Regions from separate parts of the Oncorhynchus mykiss genome. Here region 1 is linked to region 2. The links are chromatin contacts, called in public Hi-C maps. All regions are on one chromosome and are shown on one strand. The core of a region is the stretch at or near the end of the contact, and the rest is flanking DNA. Distances in the headings are between cores, read along the strand shown.

What was found. A called contact is a pair of places that touch in the nucleus more often than the background predicts.
Region 1: a contact with region 2 is called in a Hi-C map of liver, with 3 times the contacts expected there. The contact joins the promoter of cxxc1b here to the promoter of LOC110494567 in region 2. A contact is called at or near these places in 2 of 3 Hi-C or Micro-C datasets (blood and liver).

Annotation. Positions count from the first base shown.
Region 1 is chr17:74,936,485-74,942,747 of USDA_OmykA_1.1, reverse strand. It overlaps cxxc1b (CXXC-type zinc finger protein 1b), which reads right to left and starts at 4,980. Exons shown (of 14, transcript XM_021569751.2): 1 at 4,830-4,980; 2 at 3,712-3,824; 3 at 3,494-3,594; 4 at 3,259-3,401; 5 at 2,986-3,141; 6 at 2,738-2,884; 7 at 2,444-2,551; 8 at 2,057-2,235; 9 at 1,778-1,985; 10 at 1,498-1,608; 11 at 1,066-1,115; 12 at 861-957; 13 at 585-737; 14 at 1-277. The coding sequence starts at 4,832. The coding sequence ends at 131.
Region 2 is chr17:74,805,883-74,812,123 of USDA_OmykA_1.1, reverse strand. It overlaps LOC110494567 (host cell factor 1), which reads left to right and starts at 3,591. Exons shown (of 28, transcript XM_036950651.1): 1 at 3,591-3,893; 2 at 5,039-5,239; 3 at 5,883-6,031; 4 at 6,199-6,241. The coding sequence starts at 5,044.

The sequences.
Region 1 (6,263 bases), core at 3,731-6,230, 130 kb before region 2:
CCATTCAAATATTCAGTTTTTCAACATCAGCAAAGGTCTTAAAATCCAAAGTCTCTGCAAAAAGATACTATAAATCTCTAACAAAGATGTACGAAAATGCCACTCAGAAATAACATGAAGATGCAGCCGGCTATCTGTCCTTGTTGCAACGGAGATCCGTTGTCAGGGGGTCGTGCTGAATGGTTTGGTGCAGCATGAGAGCAAGTAGACCTGCCCTGTTGGTCATAGCAGTCCTGACGTTGCGCTCCTGCTCAAAGAGCTCATCCAGCTTGTACCACTGTTTACAAAGACATTTTGGGAGAAAAGCAAGGAGTAATGATTAAAATAGCAAAAGTCTGAAATCAACTGTGTACTCGGTCCTTTAAAATTCCCTTTCATAGATCATATGAACTACCATTTATGAAGGTCAATAATGTTTGTTATAACCAGGGTCTTAGTCAATTGATTTTCATGTTAGCTAAAATCATGAACGGGAATTCTGGTATCTTTCTGATTCGAATCTACAGGAATGCCAATGGAATTCACCTCAACCCTGGTGAAGTGGCCCAAAATAATCGATGGATGTGGTGCATTCCACTACTAACCACTCTGACACGCTCCAGGTCCACCTCAGCTCTCCTGAGCTTCTCCCAGTTGTAGTGCTTATTACATTTGCGTTTAGAAACCCTGCAGTATTCGCCTGTTGCCTCAAACACATTACGAACTAGAGGACAGCCGCACACCTCATCCCCTGGGACCTAACCACAACACAAGAGAAGGGCAAGCGAAGCCAAGATTATACATCATAAGTCAAACAGCAGGACAATTAGTGTGCTTTATGGCAAAGTTTTTGGGCATTTGACTCGCCAATCATCACTGACCTTTGGGTCCCTGGAATGTTCTGGGCACAAAACCTGAAGCCTCTTGCAGTAGGTCTTGCTCTGGGGGTTGTACACATCGCAGAAGAGTCTTGTTGCTCTGAGAACAAAAAGTATACAGACTACTGTGGTGAAACAATATGGAAACAGAAAAGCAAGCAACAATTGATCACTTCCAGCAAACCCATTCAAAGTGCTAAACTCTTACCCTTCTATCTTTGTTGGGTACATTGAACCGAAAGATGTCTGGCTCTCATACTGTCAATGCAAAAGAGAGAGAAAACAAGAATGTTATACTGTGTCCTTTAGGAAGGAGTAAATATCTGCAACTTATATTCGTATTGCTAGTACTCTATATTAAGTTTAATTCTGTACATTTCATCCTCTCCCATATAGGATGTTGCAGACACTTATCAGCTACTGCACTCTGGATGTATACCACAAACTCACAACCAAGATCAGAGAAGCTAAATAGGAAATCTCCAGTTTACCGCGTGCAAGAAAATGGCTGCAGTCTGAAACCCTGTGGCACTACGCTAACTGAGTTAGAGGGAAGGTGTTGAAGGATACGCTAAAGCATTTTTGGGGTTGATTGATAGGCTGGATAAAAAGAATGTTGGCTCAACATTGACAGGCTCACCTTAGCATAGCATCTCTCCATATGTCGCAGTGCCACCTTTGGGTTGATAGGGTGACTGCAGGACACACAGAAAATCATCAGGTCTGTTTCTTCATTGTCCCCTTCATTCGTCTGAAACGAGAACCAAAAGAAAGACACGTCAAACCAATGTTTCACCCAGGAGGCCGCTGAAAGATTTAAGCGCAGGCTTGGAACGGCAAAACATTTCTCTAGTCGAAGAGCTCTGACCCCACTGGATAAATACCGCAGTGGCCAATAAAAAAATACTGAAGTGACTCACCTCCTCATCCTGCTGGACTACCTGCTGCTTGGCCTTAGCAATGATTCCCTCCAGCTCGTGGAAGCGTTTCTCCATGTCAGTGAGACGCATGCGTGCATTCTGCTGATCCCGTCGGATCCGCTCCAGTTGCTTCTTGCCCTGCTCCTCAGCGATGCAGGGGCTCTGCTGCCACTGCTGGATACGTTGAGGGAGTATCTCATAGAGCCGGCTAGAGACAGAATTTATTTTACATTTGATTGATTTTCTTACAGTTGCATGTGTGTGTGTTTGTGTGCTTACTTGGTAGCCAGCTTCATGCCACATTCTTCTGAGCAGTATTTTGAGTTGGCTCGTGCAGCTTCCACACAGCTGGGCCCGAGGCACTGTCGCTGCCCTCCTCCATCCCTGGCATCGCCCCTATCACTGTGCCTGACTTTGTCCTTGTGCTTCTGTTTCTGTTTGTGCCGCCGTGACTCTTTCTGATGTGCATCAACAAAAACAAATCGCAATGCACACATGTAAAATCACTGTACTTTGATGTATTTTGTCACAACAGTAATATTCCCATGATGCAATAAAAAAAGTTAAAAGCTTCAAATATTTGGTAGATGTGGACTGCAACTGCATGGATAAAAATTAACAGTAATCATTGTGTGCCTGCCAGATGTAAAAGTAAAGTTTGCTTACTTTCTTGTCAAATTTATTTTCCCGTCTCTTCACATGCTTGACCTTCACAGCTTTCTTTCGCAGGACAGGGCTGAATGGAGGCCCGTCATCCTCATCACTGAGCCATGGCTGGGTTGAACAGAAACAATAAGATAAACATTCAAAATACTTGAAAAAGTGCTATTCAAGCTAAAGAACAAGTGGATATGGGAGTGTAAGATCAACAGTAGGACAATAATAAGGATCTGTATTTTGAATGTATTTCAAATAGTTATTGATAGAATCTTCAGCCATATTTCTCATCTACTGCAATACCATGTTGTCGTCATATCCCGCTGCCTTGTACTTTTCATAGAGTTCTGCCTCACTATCGTAGTCGTCTGAATATCGTCTTCTCCGGTGGTAGGAATTATCCCGCCTTTCACGCAAATTAAACTCTTCATCCTTCACACGCAACATTTTCTGCAGAGAATAAGCAGCATTGTGTCACAGTTTGCAAGACTACACCCGTTCAAAAGATGTAAGCAAAAAAAAGTGTTGGCTTAGTCTCATTAGGAACTCACCCTGGCTCGGACGTCACACTGCCTAAATCGACACTTCTGTCTTATTTTGTTGGGACCCCCAAATTTCTTCATGTCCTTGCAGAAGTCGCATGTGGCGCAGTCCTCAGTCCTCAAGCAGGGCTCGCACTCTCCACACATACGAGCAGAGCGCTTAACCTGAGACAAACAAGAGACAAAGATATGTTTGCCAACAGAATAGTTCCAAAGACACACAATTTTAGATATACATTGAAGGAAAATGGGGACATAACATTTAGATGTAAAATAACGAACCTTTGATCCACGGCGCCTTTCAGATTTATAATCTGGAGTGCTGTTTTGTCTTTCAAATTTTCTCTCTGGCTCTCTCTGGCCCTCTGCCTCCTTTTCACGGCTCTTCTTTGGACGGTATTTTATCTCCAATGATGGGTTTTTGTCTAATCAAAAGCAACAGACATCATGTAAGGTTAGTAAGCACATGTGACTGATACCCATGTGGATGATAGTGAATGGGAAACAAAAACCTCACCTCGGCATCGCAGGCAGTACCACTGCCTGATAGCTTTGGCCATCTTCTCTGTGAGATTGATGCAGTTACCATGAAACCACTCATTACAGTTGTCACAACCACTACAAGAAAAACACAGATATGAGCCCCATGAAATTAAGGTTATGTAACATTTCAAGGTCATGTTATGATTACTTGTGTTGAAGGTGTTGCTGTTATGATCATCTGATTAAACTCACATCATGAAGCAATTGATGTCAGGTTTTCGACAAATGCAGTACACTGGTGCATTCTCGCCCTCCATACTGCTCTCAAGCCCTGGTGCGGGCTCAAAGTCTGACACTTCACTGTCCTGGAAGATAATCATCATCTAGCCAATCAGACAACCTACAGCGCCATAACGAATATTGCTTGTATTGGAGGTCGATCCGAGGATCCATTGAAAGCATAGCAGTTTCATTTTCAACCATCCTTTACTTGTCGATACTTTTTTCATTCTCGATTTGTTAGGCACTGTCTTAGACATATGTTTCCATTTGCAGATGGAACTCATAACCAGAGAATATTCATTAAAATATTAAATCCACTTTTTGCACGGAGTTCCCTCAGCATTTTAGCTGTCAGATATCTCGCATACAACCCAAACACAGATGTACACACATGCAACAAGCCATTTCTAACTCGATACAAAATAGTGGATTTAATATTCTCTAGCTTTTGGAGTTACCCATGGAACTGGACACGCCAGTGTAAGTATAGCCAAATAAAGGTTGGTTGAAAATAAATGTACCATGATTTCAATGGACTGTAGGCTCGATCTCCAGAGTACAAGCTAGTTACAGTACTTCGGTAACGTTATGCCGCTGGAGGTTCGATCTGATCGGCTAATCATCATTATTATGTCGAAAACAACTAATCGGATGGCAAACATTAATATCTAAAGTTATTATACTACGGTCTATTCTACGTCGAGTCGGACATACTAGTCTGCCCAAACTATACAATCTATTGTTGGTTAAAAAAAAATGATTTCGCATTCCAGATGGCAACTTCGCTAGCTATATCTCGCTATTCCAGATGGCTACTTCGCTAGCTATACCCTGAGACATAAAACAGATAGCGAATGCTTAACTAACAAACGGTAACAAGCTAAAAGTCTGAAAAGAGTCGGCAAGCTGTTGCATTTCCATTGCGACTGGCTAGCTACCGTTAGCTTGCTAAAAGTGTTGGCTAGCATTAGCCGGTTTAGCAAATGCGAAGACACTAATCTAGACAATTGCTATGTTAGGCAACTAACCATGAAATTCACACAAACCAAAACGCATGTATTTTCATTAATTTAGCTAACTAACGGTACCATTTGTGATGTATTTGCAATCCTCGATCAAACTTCAACGATAGTACCTAGCTAAATAACTGCTCAGGGTCGCAATCTGTGTTGACGACGCCGGAAATCAAATAATCGGCTGAACTCGGATGTTGGACCAAACATTCTTCTTCTTTAAAGTTGTATTCCATGCTATCATGGCGGTCCACAAGCAATCGTTTAATTGCATGCCGCCACCTACTGTGTTGGAATGTACGATTACTAATGATCTGCCCAATTCTGTACGACCATGAAAATAACAAAACAAATAAATCCCCCGAGTCGTATTGGTAACCTTACCAATAAAAGCTATGAAGTCCTTTGACACCACACATTCATGAGCGCAAAATTCCTGAAGAGGCCTCGAAACCATGCCAGGGCCAGCAGAAACACCAGCCCCGACATTAGGTCCACTTACTACTAGAGCAGCCATAGCAGCGCCATCATTCCACACTGTAGTTCCACCAATCTGTTTTACAGCCTCTGTATTGATACATCATGACTAATTTTATATATCTGAGCCTCTCTTGCCTCTCTCTGCACCTGGCATCCACCAAATGCAGTTTGGTGGATGCCAGGTGCAGAGAGAGGCAAGAGAGGCTCAGATATATAAAATTAGTCCCTCTTTTTAACTTAATATGAATTTTCTTTGTTCTTTCTTTGTTGTTCCTTTTACATACAGTCCATTATGTACAATTGCACTAAGTATGTGAATAATGCAAGATTTTAAATCCCAGCAATCTTTAAAATGACATTCAGGAGCAAAAGGTTATCAACAGTTGTTTTTAATTCATAAACAAAAGATTCATTGGAATATACAATTTGAGTGGAATATCACTAATAACAATAAATAACATTGTAATATAACATTTCATAACAATAACAGTGTAACATTGATGTGGATACTCTCTTATGCTCTGCTATTGCATTATTGTAATTTGTACATACAGTGCATTCGGAAAGTATTCAGACCTCTTGACATTTTCCACATTTTGTTATGTTACAGCCTTATTCTAAAATGGATCAAATATACTTTTTCCTCATCAATCTACACACAATACCCCATAATGACGAAGCAAAAAAAGTTTTTGAGATATTTTAGCAAATCTATAAAATAAAAAAAACTTAAATATCACATTTACATAAGTATTCAGACACATTACTCAGTACTTTGTTGAAGTACCTTTGGCAGCGATTACAGCCTCGAGTCTCCTTGGGTATGATGCTACAAGCTTGGCACACCTGTATTTTGGGAGTTTCTCACATTCTTTTCTGCAGATCCTTTAAAGCTCTGTCAGGTTGGATGGGAAGCCTCGCTGCACAGCTTTTCTCAGGTCTCTCCAGAGATGTTCGATCGGGTTCAAGTCCGGGCTCTGGCTGGGCCACTCAAGGACATTCAGAGACTTGTCCCGAAGCCACTCCTGT
Region 2 (6,241 bases), core at 2,342-4,841:
TGATCCTAGGTCCTGGCAGAGTTGTGCAGACTCAGGACAACTGAGCTTTGAAGGAATACGCAGATTTAAAGAGGAGTCCGTAATTTGCTTTCTAATAATCATAATCTTTTCCTCAAAGAAGTTCATGAATTTATCACTGCTAAAGTGAAAGTCATCCTCTCTTGGGGAATGCTGCTTTTTAGTTAGCTTTGCGACAGTATCAAAAAGGAATTTCGGATTGTTCTTATTTTCCTCAATTAAGTTAGAAAAATAGGATGATCGAGCAGCAGTAAGGGCTCTTCGGTACTGCACAGTACTGTCTTTCCAAGCTAGTCGGAAGACTTCCAGTTTGGTGTGGCGCCATTTCCGTTCCAATTTTCTGGAAGCAATGCTTTCAGAAAATACCTACAACAGAAATGGGGCTAACTGTTGAGAAAAAGTTTTGTAAAACTCAGTAGATATACCATCAGTCCCAGGAGACTTATTATTTTTCGGGTGTTAAATAGAATAAATTATCTCTTCAACTATAATAGGGTCATCACACTGTTCCCTCTCAGCCTCCCCAATTGTTTTCACATCCCCCAGAGAGTCAAAGAAAAGAGTTGAGAAAACTTCACAATACTTAGAACTATATAAATTCCTGTAGAAGTTGCAACTAAAGTTAGAGATTAATTTGGGATCATCTGTGATGAGACCAATAGTATTTAAATGTTGAATTGTATTATTTTTGGAGTTGTATTTTTCTAACCTGAAAAAATAAGATGAATTTTGTTCACCCTCCTCTAGCCACTTCTTCCTAGATCTGACTGCTTTCAGTTTATACATATCATCCAAGTTGTAGCTCAAACAGAACAGATTTGTCATCCTCTGAGAGACTTTCAACAGGCTTTTGAACAAGAGCGGTGATCTTTGTAATTACACTTTCTTCTTCAGCTCTCCTCGTCTTGGCAAGAATACTCCCATATTTTGTTATATACTCCCATATTTAAAAAGCTCCCAGTTATTACTGTATGAATTGTCATTTATAGCTTTGTTCCAGAAGTGTGTAATTAAATTGTTTATCTCCATCTTGACCAACTCATCTTTTAATATAGAGCTATTAAGCTTCCAGTTGGATGCTCTGCCAAGGCCATTATCAGAGATAAAACGTTTAATGTCAATATAAATAGCTCTATAATCAGTAAGGGGAGTGGCAAGGATGTTAACAGAAATACCCTGTTTATCAAAACATTTAGACACCAGCCAAAAATATATGCATGATTGTCTGGAACGTGCCTTATTACTCTAAGTGAAAGACTTGTCATTAGGAAACTTTACTCTCCAAATATCTATAATACCAAGCCTTTCCATAAACTGCCTCAAACTTGTATTCATAGAAGTGGACTGTCCCAGAGGCCATCTATCAATTAAATTATTCTGATAAATATTAAAATCCCCAAAGCATTAGGGAACATTAGGGACCTTGGTTAGCCAATGGAGAATACGCTTTTCTAAAGATTCAAGTAACTGATAATTTTCAAGTTTGGAATTGTACCCATAAATGTTAGTAATAATAATAATGATGTTGTTACAGTTGATAACAAGACAAAGTAAGTGACCAAAAGTGTCACAGTCGGAGTGCAAAATACTTCCATTGAAATGATTCTTTAGAGTGATAACTGCAGCAGAGTGTTCAGAACCATGAGAGAGCCATACATAATTTCCCCACTGAGATCTCCAGAAGTTGACGTTGGTAGAAACTGAATGAGACTCTTGAAAATAGCATTGAGTGAAACTATACACAACAACAAAGTGGAATAGAGAACAGAAAGTATTACGAGCTAAACAACAATCGCAAATAAGATGGAAAAGAAACCAGTGTTGCACACCATATAGATATAAATGATTGAGTGAGAATAGTTTAGCATAACAAAGATAACTCCCAGAACAAGAAACAACAAAGAGCTTGCTCACTGCCTATACTGCAGGTAAAAATATCAGAAGTGAGAGAACAAGTGAGAGAACAAATAAAATAGTAAATATCCATTACTCCAGTAGTCCTGTGCAATTAGAACGAAAGTTAAATCACCTTAGAGCCGGGAGTGGGATCTGCTCACATCAGAGGTAGCTATCTAGGTAGCCTATGTTGACCACCAGGCACAGTCTATGACTGTCCTCAAGGAGGAAGGTTGATTTCGGATCCGTTGATGAAAGCGCGCCCTCCGATAAAGTAAGCCGTTTTCTCATCTTTTCCCACAGCTGGCCACAGTTTCTCTCTCCTTTCTCTGTCTGCTTTCGAGAGGTCTTCAGCAAACCGCAGGTTGTTGTCGTGGACGAAGGTAGATTTCTTGGCTGCTTTCCAAGTGGCATCCTTGTAGAACCGTGATGTGAACTGGAGAATGAAACCTCTGGGCATGGAGTCACCCTGCCTTCTCGTGCCGAGGCGATGTACAGTGTCGACAACATCTGTTAGCTTAGCCTTCTCCTCAGGTAGGATAGCTCGGCAGACTTTGATGATCTCTTGCCGCACATTCTCCTCATCTGCCTTGGGAACTCCCTACAGTCTCAGATTCCACCTTCTGGAGTAGCTTCCAAGTTCCGCGATTCTTCTTTGACACAAGACCATCTTTCCCTCCTCCTTTTCAACTCGCTTTTCGATGTGGGCGACCTTCTTCTTATTAACATCCTTGATTTCCATGCATGCAAAGGCAACAGTTTTTGCTAAGCTTTCGATTTTAGTTACGTTGTCGCCGAGCATTTTCTCTATGGCATCTCTGTCATAGAGTCTGCCAGGCCAGTATAGTTGTGGCAGTTGTCAATCAATATTTTGCCTCCTGTGTAACAACATTGGATGATGCCTGAGCATTGCTAGCTGAGGAGGTAGCCAAAAGATATCTCTTTCTGTCGGCACTCTGTTAAATTTAGGAAAATATAATACAAATTATCAATAACCTGGTGTTTTTAGCAAACAACGTATTAATTTGGTAGTTCAAAATAATACACATTCACTATCTTTCAAAAGTTGGTATGCAGAGCTTGGTAGGAAGTGTGTGCTCAAGCTGCTGACTCAAGCTGAGCCTTTCTTTAGCTAAACAGGTGGGGCCCCAAACAGAGCCCCACCAAACAGAGCCCCACCTGACGAGTCGCCACTGTACTGTACTAAGGAAATTGTGTTTCCATAGCTAGGGCTGACAGTGAGGACTTGTGAAGAGCTCTGCATAATCAAACAAGTTGCATTGTGAGGTGGGTATTAGTTAACCACTATTTTAGCCTGTGTATATGAACGCTGAAAAGTGCCAGTGGCCCACTTTGGGTAAACCCTGCCTGGAAATGCGCCATGGCTTTGTCACTTATTGAAAGTGTGGGGGGTACATGGCAATTAGCATCCACTGGGTTGTTGAATGGTACTGTATAGTCCCCAAAAATAAAATGTTCATAATGCACAGTTGATTTTGTGTTTTGTTATACGTAATTTAGGGAACACCAATAGCACATATCTTATATTTATTTAATCGTGTACTAAACTGAGAGAAATCTGCAATGAGTTTGTTGTGTAGGCCGCCATCTTTAGTAGGGGACAATGTAGCCTGTGCAAGTATGATAACTTCCAACGAGCTAAAGAAAATGTTTCAATGTCTAAATGTAAATGTCCATTTCAAATATCTCAAACGAAATGGTGTAGGTTGTTTTGAATTGAAAATGCACGGTTAGTTTACTCTAATATGCATTAATTGATACAGGTTCTATACCAGTCGCCATGTTTGTTGTGGGTGACGCCAAATCGCTGTATTTTCCTCCACTTTTGGTTGTCAAGAAGATGGCAGCTTCCAGGCAGGCATGAGAGGGAATACTTAATCACAAATCGAATGAACTTGGACTAGTGATTCAAGAATAGACCCTGAAATCATCTCATTGGAAATAGTGCGTCGAACGAAGTAAGTAATTCGTATTATGGACATCAGGTTTTGTGACTATAGGGGTTTTGTTGTGGCAGACTGCTCGGCCATTTTTCTTGAGGGAGCTTAAATGTAGGCCGATTTCAGACACGGCATGATAAATGACAACACGTTGTATGATATTGAATATAATTCGGCTTATTTGAATACGATATATGTTGAATTTAATTACACTGGCTATATAATACATGTATATTTATCTAACTGAATTGCATGTAATCGGTGCATGACGCTGTACTAGTACCGTTTCCTCGCAAGCTAGCATTGTTAGCCAGCTGGCTACGTTAACCTAGCTAGTTAGCCATTACTCTATTGTGGATGCGCGGTTTTGTAATTGTTGTGTTGCGAAAATTCCCAATTTCAAGTGATGGTGTGCATCTGACTTGTATTCGATTCCTATTTAAAGGTGTATATAATGTTAATGTGAAGCAGAAGCGGCGACAGATTGAATGAATGTGTCAATATGGCGACTCCCAGAGAAGCATGAAAATAGCAATCCACAGTAAACAGGGGTCTAATTACAAATGCTTTACGAGTATTTAATTGTGGTAGACTTCATCCACAGATTTACCAATATGGCTTTAGTGGGACATGGCTGGTGTACGTTCTTGGTGAAGCAGTAGCTAAATTAAGGTTTAATCTAACACCGGTATTATTTGTCTTTTTCATTTGTATTCTCTTCCGCCATTTTTCAGACTGGCGGAGGTTTGTTTGGTTGTTACAAGATGGCGGCTCCCATGGAGTGGCACTCTGATTACTTCAGAGTTTTAACTGCAAAATGCTACGGCAAAAAACATGACATTTAGAAGGAAATACAATACACCTTTGTTACAGGTTGAGTTCTGGTGTCGAATACATATTTATAAGTATATTTAGTTATTATTGTGGTAATAATAGCCGGCTTTTCCTTTTTGTGAAGCGTTAGTAAAAATGGCTGCTTCCCTGGAGTTTACAATTACAATATTATTTTTCACATGCATCGGTTTTGGTCCCAGCAATCGATTGCACGTGCAGTCTTCACTTTGCAAAATGTGTTTTGGCTTCACTTCAACAATAGACCTGATCAGAACTTGTCAATATTGTTTTGGAATGCTCTTTTAGCTCTATTTTTTTCCCATCTGAAGAGGACATGACATTTCCTGGTTCAATGGTGTCTGGGACCACAGGCTCAACTCTGCAGCCACGATGGAAGCGGGTTCTAGGATGGTCTGGGCCTGTGCCTCGGCCAAGACATGGTCACAGAGCCGTTGCTATAAAGGAATTGATGGTGGTTTTTGGAGGAGGAAATGAAGGAATTGTGGATGAATTGCATGTCTACAACACAGGTAAGATAATTTAGCGGGAAATGTAGCCTGACATATTACCTGAGAAACTGTCGCCGTCTGGTGGTACAGAACTGAAAGCGCACAAATAAAAATGGCGCGCTAAAATAAAATGGACGACAGGAGTATTGTTATGAACACTAAATTATGCTGTATCACATGTGCATGTTGTAATGGATGCACGCAATTTCTGTTCACATGACTACTGATATTTTCCTGAGTAGGAAAGTTAGTTAGGACTATTTGAACATTTTGTTCACAAGAAAGACAGTTGATTGCAGCAATTCCCATGTTTTATGATAGTGTGACTCATGTAGTCAATTTGTACAGCCAAACATTATTCTTGTTGTCTATGTTTAGTTTTTATGAGGGAGAAATTATATTACAATTGACATTTCAGTTGTTGTTTTTCATCTTTGGGTTATTTCAGATATAAGTACAATGTATAGAATATACAACATGCACTTCTCAGGTGACAGACCTGGCCTGAAGATGCAGGCTGCATTTGTCAGAGATGCTTGGATCGTGCTCAAGTAAATATTTACTCAAAAGAGCATTCGCTTCACACCTCACATCATAGGCCAACCTAGCACTTGACCACCTAACACTGTCACACACAGACTAACCTCTACTTAATTTAATCTAGCAACAAACCAATGGTTTATCCCAGCGGTTCGTGGTGATATTCCCCCTGGATGTGCTGCATACGGTTTTGTTTGTGATGGCACCCGGCTTCTGGTTTTTGGTGGAATGGTGGAATATGGAAAATACAGCAACGATCTCTATGAGCTACAGGTAATAGAATGCTTACAGCACACTCTCACTCTAAACATTGGTAGCAATAAAACCAGAGCTAAAATGGCTGTCTTTAAGTACTTATGAATAGATTATTATGTTTACTGGATTACAGCATGCTATCTATCGTCTTTTGCATTTTTTCTTGTATGCTTTTTCTTGTTCAGGCCAGCAGATGGGAATGGAAAAAGTTGAAAGCTAAGTCTCCCA